Linked DNA regions of Mus musculus: region 2 is linked to region 1. The links are chromatin contacts, called in public Hi-C maps. All regions are on one chromosome and are shown on one strand. The core of a region is the stretch at or near the end of the contact, and the rest is flanking DNA. Distances in the headings are between cores, read along the strand shown. Region 1 holds the start of Slc35d2 (solute carrier family 35, member D2). Region 2 overlaps Habp4 (hyaluronic acid binding protein 4).

Region 1 (3,657 bases), core at 674-3,173:
ACATACTATATGTTAATACTATATGTATTAACTGGCTTAAGTGTATATTCATTTTACTTAGCATACTGTTTGTGGGGTTTTTTTCATAAATATTTATTTTTATTCATTTGCTTGTGAGAGGGTGTTAGATCCCCTGGAGTTGAAGTTATAGGTAGCTGTGAACAAACCCATATGAATACTAGGCTTTGAAGATGGTTTGGTGGGGAAAGGGGCTTGCTGCCAGGCCTAACAAACTGAATCCATCCCTGAGACCCACACAGTGGAAGGAAAAAACTGACTCTTGAAAGTTGTCCTCTGACCTATACACACACACACATTCAATGGCATTCAATGGCTTATTGCTGGTACACTAGGATGTGAAATTAAGGCGTTTTGTTTTGTTTACCTGTTCTATTCACTTCAGTTACCTATGTGCCTGAGAATATGGCTGTCACATCCTGAGCACACACTGTCATTAAATTTATGAAGGCTCTGTCCCCGCCCTCCTGTAAAGTTCTCCTGGGGGTCTTCTTGGTACTTGGTCACTCCCTTCCAGTCATCTAGCCAAGTTGACTTTCTCTCTGCTCTTCCAGGAAGCCAAGCTCTTGCTGCTCTCTTCTGCCTGATGTTCTGGCCCCAACCTCTGACCCTCTTCTCTCTTGGGTCACATCTGCAATGCTTTATCAGTTCTTGAACCTGTTTGTTGTTGAAGTAGAACTTCCATCGAAGATGTTCCACATGGTCTATACCATTTTTTCCACAACATACCATGGGATCAGCATAGTAGGTACTCAATAGTATCTGTTGGACTTACAACTTGTGGACCCGATATGGATCTGAGTTTTCCCAAATATAAGACAAAAAAAAAAAAGCAGAACTGTGGGGTTTACAAAGAGCCCTGGGTTGTGGCAGCTCAGGCAAGGCCCTAGGAGGTTAATACCATGCTTATAGTCAGCTAGGTTCTGCATCTAAGGAAAATGCTAAGTATGGCCAGGGAGCAATCACCCCTGGGGCCAGATTTAAAACCACAGTTCTCTCCGGATTCAACCACAGAGTAGAATTAAATAGGATATTATTATAGTCTTTACAAATAAGTTCAAAGAAGCACAGAGTTGCTGGTGCATTCCACTCTGATCTTAAAAAAAAAAAAAAAAAAAAAAAAAAAAAAAAAGCTGATCTTGTAAACTTCTAGTTGTTCTGATTATCCAGAAATACGATGGTTATTTGAGAATGGATGATTAGCCTATATAAACAAACCACACAAGTCCAGATGTAATCGGTGGAACATGCATTTTTGTTTTGTTTCGTTTGTTTTGCTTGGAGCTGGAGATGTATCTCAGTGAAAATGAAAAGCCTTGGGTGGCTTCCTCTGTACAAAACAGGTGTGGTGTCACACATGGAAGGTGGAGACAGGAAAACTATTAGGTAGTCCAGAAGTTAACCTGGGGTGCATGAAATCCTGTCTCAAAAACACCACGAAGATTAAAAGGTAATGATTTGCTCAAAATACATTTATGTTTATGATGTTGTAACCTGTAATAACAGCACTAGAGAGGCTCAGTCATGAGGATTTGAGTTCGAGGCCAGCGTGAACTATCTGATGAATGCCTGTCTTAAAATAAGTCGTCACTTTTTTCTCAGTTGCTGAACTTACTTAATGCTTGCAAAGGTGGCTTTTAAGTTCAGCTGGTGTATGTTCTTGATCCCAAGTGGACTTTGTTGGGTAGTGACTTGGTAAAGGCAGAGCACACTCGGCTTTCCAAGCCCCGGCCACCCTGCATCCCTCATAACCAGCCTCACCCGTATGTGGTCAGCAGCGCCTTGTTGACCAGCACGATGAGGAAGGAGCATGTGCCATAGAAGAGCGCCGACAGCAGCCTGGCCAGGCGAGAGGGCAACGGCGCCGCGTTGGGCTCCTCCATCTCTGCCCTCCGCCGCCCGGCCCAAACCCAGCCCGCGGTCCCGCCCCCAGCGGCCCGGGAAGAGGGTGCGGCAGGAACAGGAAGAGCCTGGGCGCGAACTCCGACCACGGCCCGCCCCGCACCCCGCACCCCGCACCCCCGCACCACGCACTGGTGCTTCTAGTGCGCTCTCTCCTTGGAGGTGTCCACCTCCCGGGAAAGCCGAAAAACTGCCTTAGCCGGCACCCCCAGAAAGGCTGAGGTTCGTTTCCGTTTTTGTTTGTTTGTTTTTAAAAAGTATAATTTATGTCCTACGGGACGCGCCTGATTAGTGAGTTACAGATGCGTTCTTGACAAATGAACAGAACCAAGCAAACACGTAAATCTGAGTACAACATCCCCACAAAGGGCAAGAGTCCCCCTGAGTACTTAGGGTGTATCAGCTGTGGTGCTGGGCTACACCTCCCTGCGTGTGTTCAGAGCGCCCCCATCTACCCCGGTGGTTGGCATGATGGTAATTCCCAATTTACAACTATTACTAAAAATGCTTCCAGGCATACTTCAAGACAAGTGCTCGTGCGGAACGCTTCTGTTTCTCGTTCATAAATGCCTAAGACTGGCATCCACCATAAATGCCATGTATTCGGCTTCTCTTCCTCTGGACACTTTTGGTAAATTCAGGCCTCCCTCACAAAAGGCCCACTTCTCCCTAGGACAGCAGCCCCAGGATCCCTGGTTCTTGTGAATAAAAGCTCAAAGCTGTAGAACGACTCTCAAGTTTGTTCTCATGTTCAGATGTATTGCACTTTGATCAGTATTAACTTGCATTCCACAGCCAAAATAGTGTTTTTTTGAGTTCTGACTGCACACACCAGTGTTAGGTCCAAAGGGCTCCTCATTCCGTGGCCAAAGCGCAGGCTCACTGACTTGGTTCAAAATTGAGTATAGGCCCAGCTCAACCTGGACCATGGGAAGATTCCTGGCAGTTGGATAAATGCCAGCAGAAACAAACAATCCATAGCTTAGGGGAGATCAGCGGCTTGGTTTGGATAGGAGAACATGGAGGTGTCCCCGGTCCATCTGTGTGTATCTCTTCTGGGTGTTCTGCATTGGGGGTATTGAAGGGGCACAGAAAACTGCCAACATGACCATTCTCTCCATCATGTACCACTGAGGTGTGTTGTAGGTTAAGAAAAAGTACCCACACCGGGCGTGGTGGCGCACGCCTTTAGTCCCAGCACTTGGGAGGCAGAGGCAGGCGGATTTCTGAGTTCGAGGCCAGCCTGGTCTACAGAGTGAGTTCCAGGACAAGCCAGGACTATACAGAGAAACCCTGTCTCGAAAAAAAAAAAAAAAAAAAAGAAGAAAAAAAAAAGTACCCAGAGCAGAAGGAGAAAGAAGATGGGGCTGGTGAGATGGCTCAGTGGGTAAGAGCACCCGACTGCTCTTCCGAAGGTCCAGAGTTCAAATCCCAGCAACCACATGGTGGCTCACAACCATCTGTAACAAGATCTGACTCCCTCTTCTGGTGTGTCTGAAGACAGCTACAGTGTACTTACATATAATAATAAATAAATCTTTAAAAAAAAAAAAGAAAGAAGATGGACTTGCAAGCAGTCTAGGCATGGCCAGGGAAGTGGGAGGGGATAGTGGAGATAGCAAGAGAGAGAACAGAACATAGAGAGCACTAGGAGAGAGCAAGAGAACAGGAAAAGAGAGTAACAGGTTATAAAGGGGATGAGGAGCTGGAGGGGACATGGCAGGCAGGAGACTAGGT
Region 2 (3,657 bases), core at 742-3,241, 50 kb after region 1:
TGGGTTCCAGGGCTCAATCTCAGGTCACCAGGCTTGTGTAACAAGCAGCGTTACCCACCGAGCCATCTCACTAGCCACGTGGTAACATCTTTATTTTTTCTTTTTAAAGATTTATTTATTTTTATATATGCGAGCACACCTTTGCTGTCTTCAGACACACACCAGAAGAGGGCATCGGGTCCCATTACAGGTGGTTGTGAGCCACCCCGGGGGCTGCTGGGAACTGAACTCCTCAGAACCTCTGGAAGAGCAGTCAGTGCTCTTAACCTCTGAGCCATCTCTGCAGCCCCCTCGGTAGCATCTGGTAAGGTGTTGATAGCCAGTTTTCTGAGAAGACCAGCCAGCACTGTCCAGCATCACTACTTCATGGATTCTCCAAGACCCTGACAGCACTTCCCCACATCATTGCCACACCTCATGGAAATTCCACAGCTGGGAAGTTGATGGTCTTCCCTTTTCCCATCTCTTCTCCCACCTCTTCCAGTTTTGGGTCATTCCCACTGACCTTCTCAACCCTCAGTTTGTACATGTCTTTTTCCCCAGCTCTGGTCTTCTGGACAGTTGAAGTGTATGCAGTCTCATGTTAAAGTCTCCCCTTAGCCCTACACGGAGCTGTGTTCATTCCTCCATCACTTGTTTCTATAACTCCAGGCCTGCTTTGTGTCGTCATCACCCTCTGAATACTCCCCCCTCACCTCACCAGGCCTAGCGGCCACTTCAACCTAAATCTGTGTTGACTTAAGCTCAGCTCTCTGGCTAACTGCGCTCTGGGTTCCCTCTGCCTTGAGCATCTCCTTCGAAACTCATTAGAGTTTTGCCTCAGGCCTGTTCTCTTTCTCCGTCTTTATGTGATCTTATGTACCCTGCTCTCGAATTGTCATATGTGTGTTTTGACACCAAAATACAGATCTTTGCCTTCATCCTTCAACCCGAGTCCGAGGTCCGAGGTCTGTGTGTCTGTCTCCTGCACACCTACGCCTGCTTCGCCACTGATACCTCATGCTCAGCATGACTGAGCTGCTTGCCTGCTTCCCCACAACCCCCTGGGCCTCAGCAGGTGTCTGTGCTCCGGACCAGCATCAACACTCATCAGCTTCCCCAAGCAGAAACCTCTAAGTCTCCCTTGGAAGTCCAGTTTTCAGTCCTCTCCTACCCCCAATTCAGGCCTTCATTGTGTCCCTAATCATCCCTGTCACCGGCACAGCCTAAACTTCTGACGTCCAGCTGTCACTGCAGCTCCCGAGCCTCTCTCTGCACCAGAGTGGCTGTCATGTGGGCGTTCTGAGTGTCACATTCTCCGACCCCTTCAGACCCCTCCAGTGCCTCATGTTTGACCACTCTCGTGCCTTCTCAGGACTCATTTTGTGGCTCCCTACTTCACGTTTCTGAACACACCTTATCCTCCCCCCCCCTTCCCTGTTTGCTGAATTCTTGCCCTTCACCCTGCTGCTGATTCTCCCTTTCTCCCCCTTCAGCTGCCAGAGCAGACTGAGCCAGTTTGATCCAGTTATTTAATCTGCCCTCATTTGTTAATAGGAATAATCAACTGGAGTTGTGAGGGCTGTGTTTTATGCTCAGCTATGCTCCTATCTACAAATAGGAGAGAGGGAGGGGCCCCCTACATCTCTTACACGAGTGACAGTGACTGACGGTTGTGACAGCTGTGAATTTACTGCTCAAAACAACTAAGAATGTGTTTTTAAAATAGGATTCACAGTTAACGTGCCTATTTAGACTGCGTTAACTAAAGTCACAGACACACTCATTTCTATGAGCTGGGAAAGCGAGTTATGTAGGACTCTTCAGGGAGAATTCTTGTTTCTGTGGCTCTGTCAGACTTTAAAATCACACTAATCTCCCAGCAGCTGTGTCATTGTTGATGGTTTAAGAATTCCGTTTCTTGATACGATCGATGACCTGCCACCCCAGCTCTGGCTGATTGAGTTGACACTGGGGCTTTCCCCATTCCGCCACAGTGGACCTTCACCTCCCAGGCTTAGAACTTGATGGAAGAGCTTAAAGTCCTGTAAGCCAGTGTTTTAGTGAACAACCTGAAATGCATGCTTATTCTTCCAACTTAGCCAATTTACTGGTGTGTCACACCCATCCTTCCCTGTGTTCTGACAGCAGCTGAATTGTTCCTCATCAGTGTTCTGATGTTTGAGGGCACCTGCTACACTGCCCTGTTTTGTCTTTGAGCTTGCCTCTTCCGATCATATAAACGGAATCTTACACAGAAAAGAGAAGACACGTTAGCTTATTTCACTTGCCATATGTCTAAATTTCTGTCATGTTATGGCCTATATTTTAAAATCCCTGTTTTGTTTATCTACTTGTCAGGTGACAGACATGCTAATAGTTTCCAGTTTGAGGCTGCTGTACATAACAGCCACTGTAAACATTCATGTATGTGTTTGATAGGGATGCGCGTTCTCATTTCTCTCAGGTATGAAATTCCTGGATCATATATGAACTCTCAGAAAATTTAATAATTTTTAAAATTTTAGTCTTATGCACATTGGTGATTTGACTGCATGTATGTCTGTATAAGGGTGTTGGATCCCCTGGAACTAGAGTTGCAGACAGCTGTGAGCTGCCATGTGGTTGCTGGGAATTGAACCCAGATCCTCTGGAAGAGCAGCCAGTGTTCTTAACCACTAAGCCATCTCTCTTGTCCCCAGAAAAAAAAAATTTGAGACAAGATCTCTATGTCTTGGAACTTGCTGTGTAGTCAGTCCCAGCTGTCCTGGAGCCTGATGTGTAGACCAGGATGGCACCAAACTCATAGAGATCCACTTGTCTCTGCCTGCCTAGGTCTGAGATTAAAGATGTGAGCCATGACACCCGACTCTGTAAAAAAAATTGAAGACCAGACTGTTCCGTCCCTTCCCCTTCCCCTTCCCCTTCCCCTTCCCCTTCCCCTTCCCCTTTCCCTTCCTTTTTCTATGTATGAGTGCTCTGTCTGCATGTACACTTGCATACCAGAAGAGGGCACCACATCCCAATACAGATGGTTGTGAGCCACCATGTGCTTGCTGGGAATTGAATTTAGGCCCTCTGGAAGAGCAGTCAGTGCTCTTAACCACTGAGCCATCTCTCCGGCCCCCCAGACTGTTTTCTACGTTGATAATCACATCCCCAATACAGTCCCACAAAAGTATAACTTTCTTTTCTGAAGTAGACACTTGGTCCCACCAGCCAAAAAAAAAAAAAAAAAATCTTTGTCAAAACTTGTTAATTGCCTTTAAAGACACTCCCCTTTTCTTTCTTTAAAAATTACATGTATGAATGTTTTGTCTCTCTGTGTGTGTGTGTGTGTGCACCACATGAATGCCTGGTACCTGTGGCACCAGAAAAGAGCAGTAGATTCCTTTGAACCAAATCTACAGCTGCTTGTGAGCCACCAAGTGGATGCTAAGACCCAAACCCAAAGTCTTCAGCAAGAACAGCAAGTGCTCTTAACTGATGAACCATCTCTCCATACCCTGACTGACCTTTTGATACTAGCTGACCATTGGATATGGAATGGTGTAACTCCTCGTGGGTTGCGCCACATTTCTCTGATGATTAACAGAGTGGACATTTGAAAAGCTTTTAACTTGTGTTATCTTGCCTCATGCATGCAATACCTGAAGAAGCCAGAAGAGGGCACAAGAT

What was found. Hi-C and Micro-C count contacts between places; a contact is called where the count stands out from the background.
Region 2: a contact with region 1 is called in a Hi-C map of liver, with 1.8 times the contacts expected there. The contact joins the enhancer-like site here to the promoter of Slc35d2 in region 1. A contact is called at or near these places in 3 of 39 promoter capture datasets (liver and macrophages), 10 of 484 Hi-C or Micro-C datasets (CD4 T cells, CD8 T cells, liver and 2 more), 5 of 115 datasets of contacts at active chromatin or transcription factors (embryonic stem cells, intestinal villus epithelium and pancreatic cancer cells) and 3 of 9 other capture datasets (adipose tissue, liver and pancreatic islet).

The regions. Positions count from the first base shown.
Region 1 is chr13:64,127,407-64,131,063 of GRCm38.p6, forward strand. Slc35d2 (solute carrier family 35, member D2) reads right to left here and starts at 1,924. Exons shown (of 12, transcript NM_001001321.3): 1 at 1,780-1,924. The coding sequence starts at 1,901.
Region 2 is chr13:64,177,495-64,181,151 of GRCm38.p6, forward strand. All of the region lies in intron 5 of Habp4 (hyaluronic acid binding protein 4), which reads left to right. Among named protein-coding and RNA genes, the nearest start is that of Habp4, 17 kb to the left of the region's middle. Within about 2 kb of position 1,992, at least 13 of the 459 cell types and tissues checked have an H3K27ac peak or open chromatin away from gene starts, as enhancers often do. A contact at or near this core is called in liver, where this site is marked.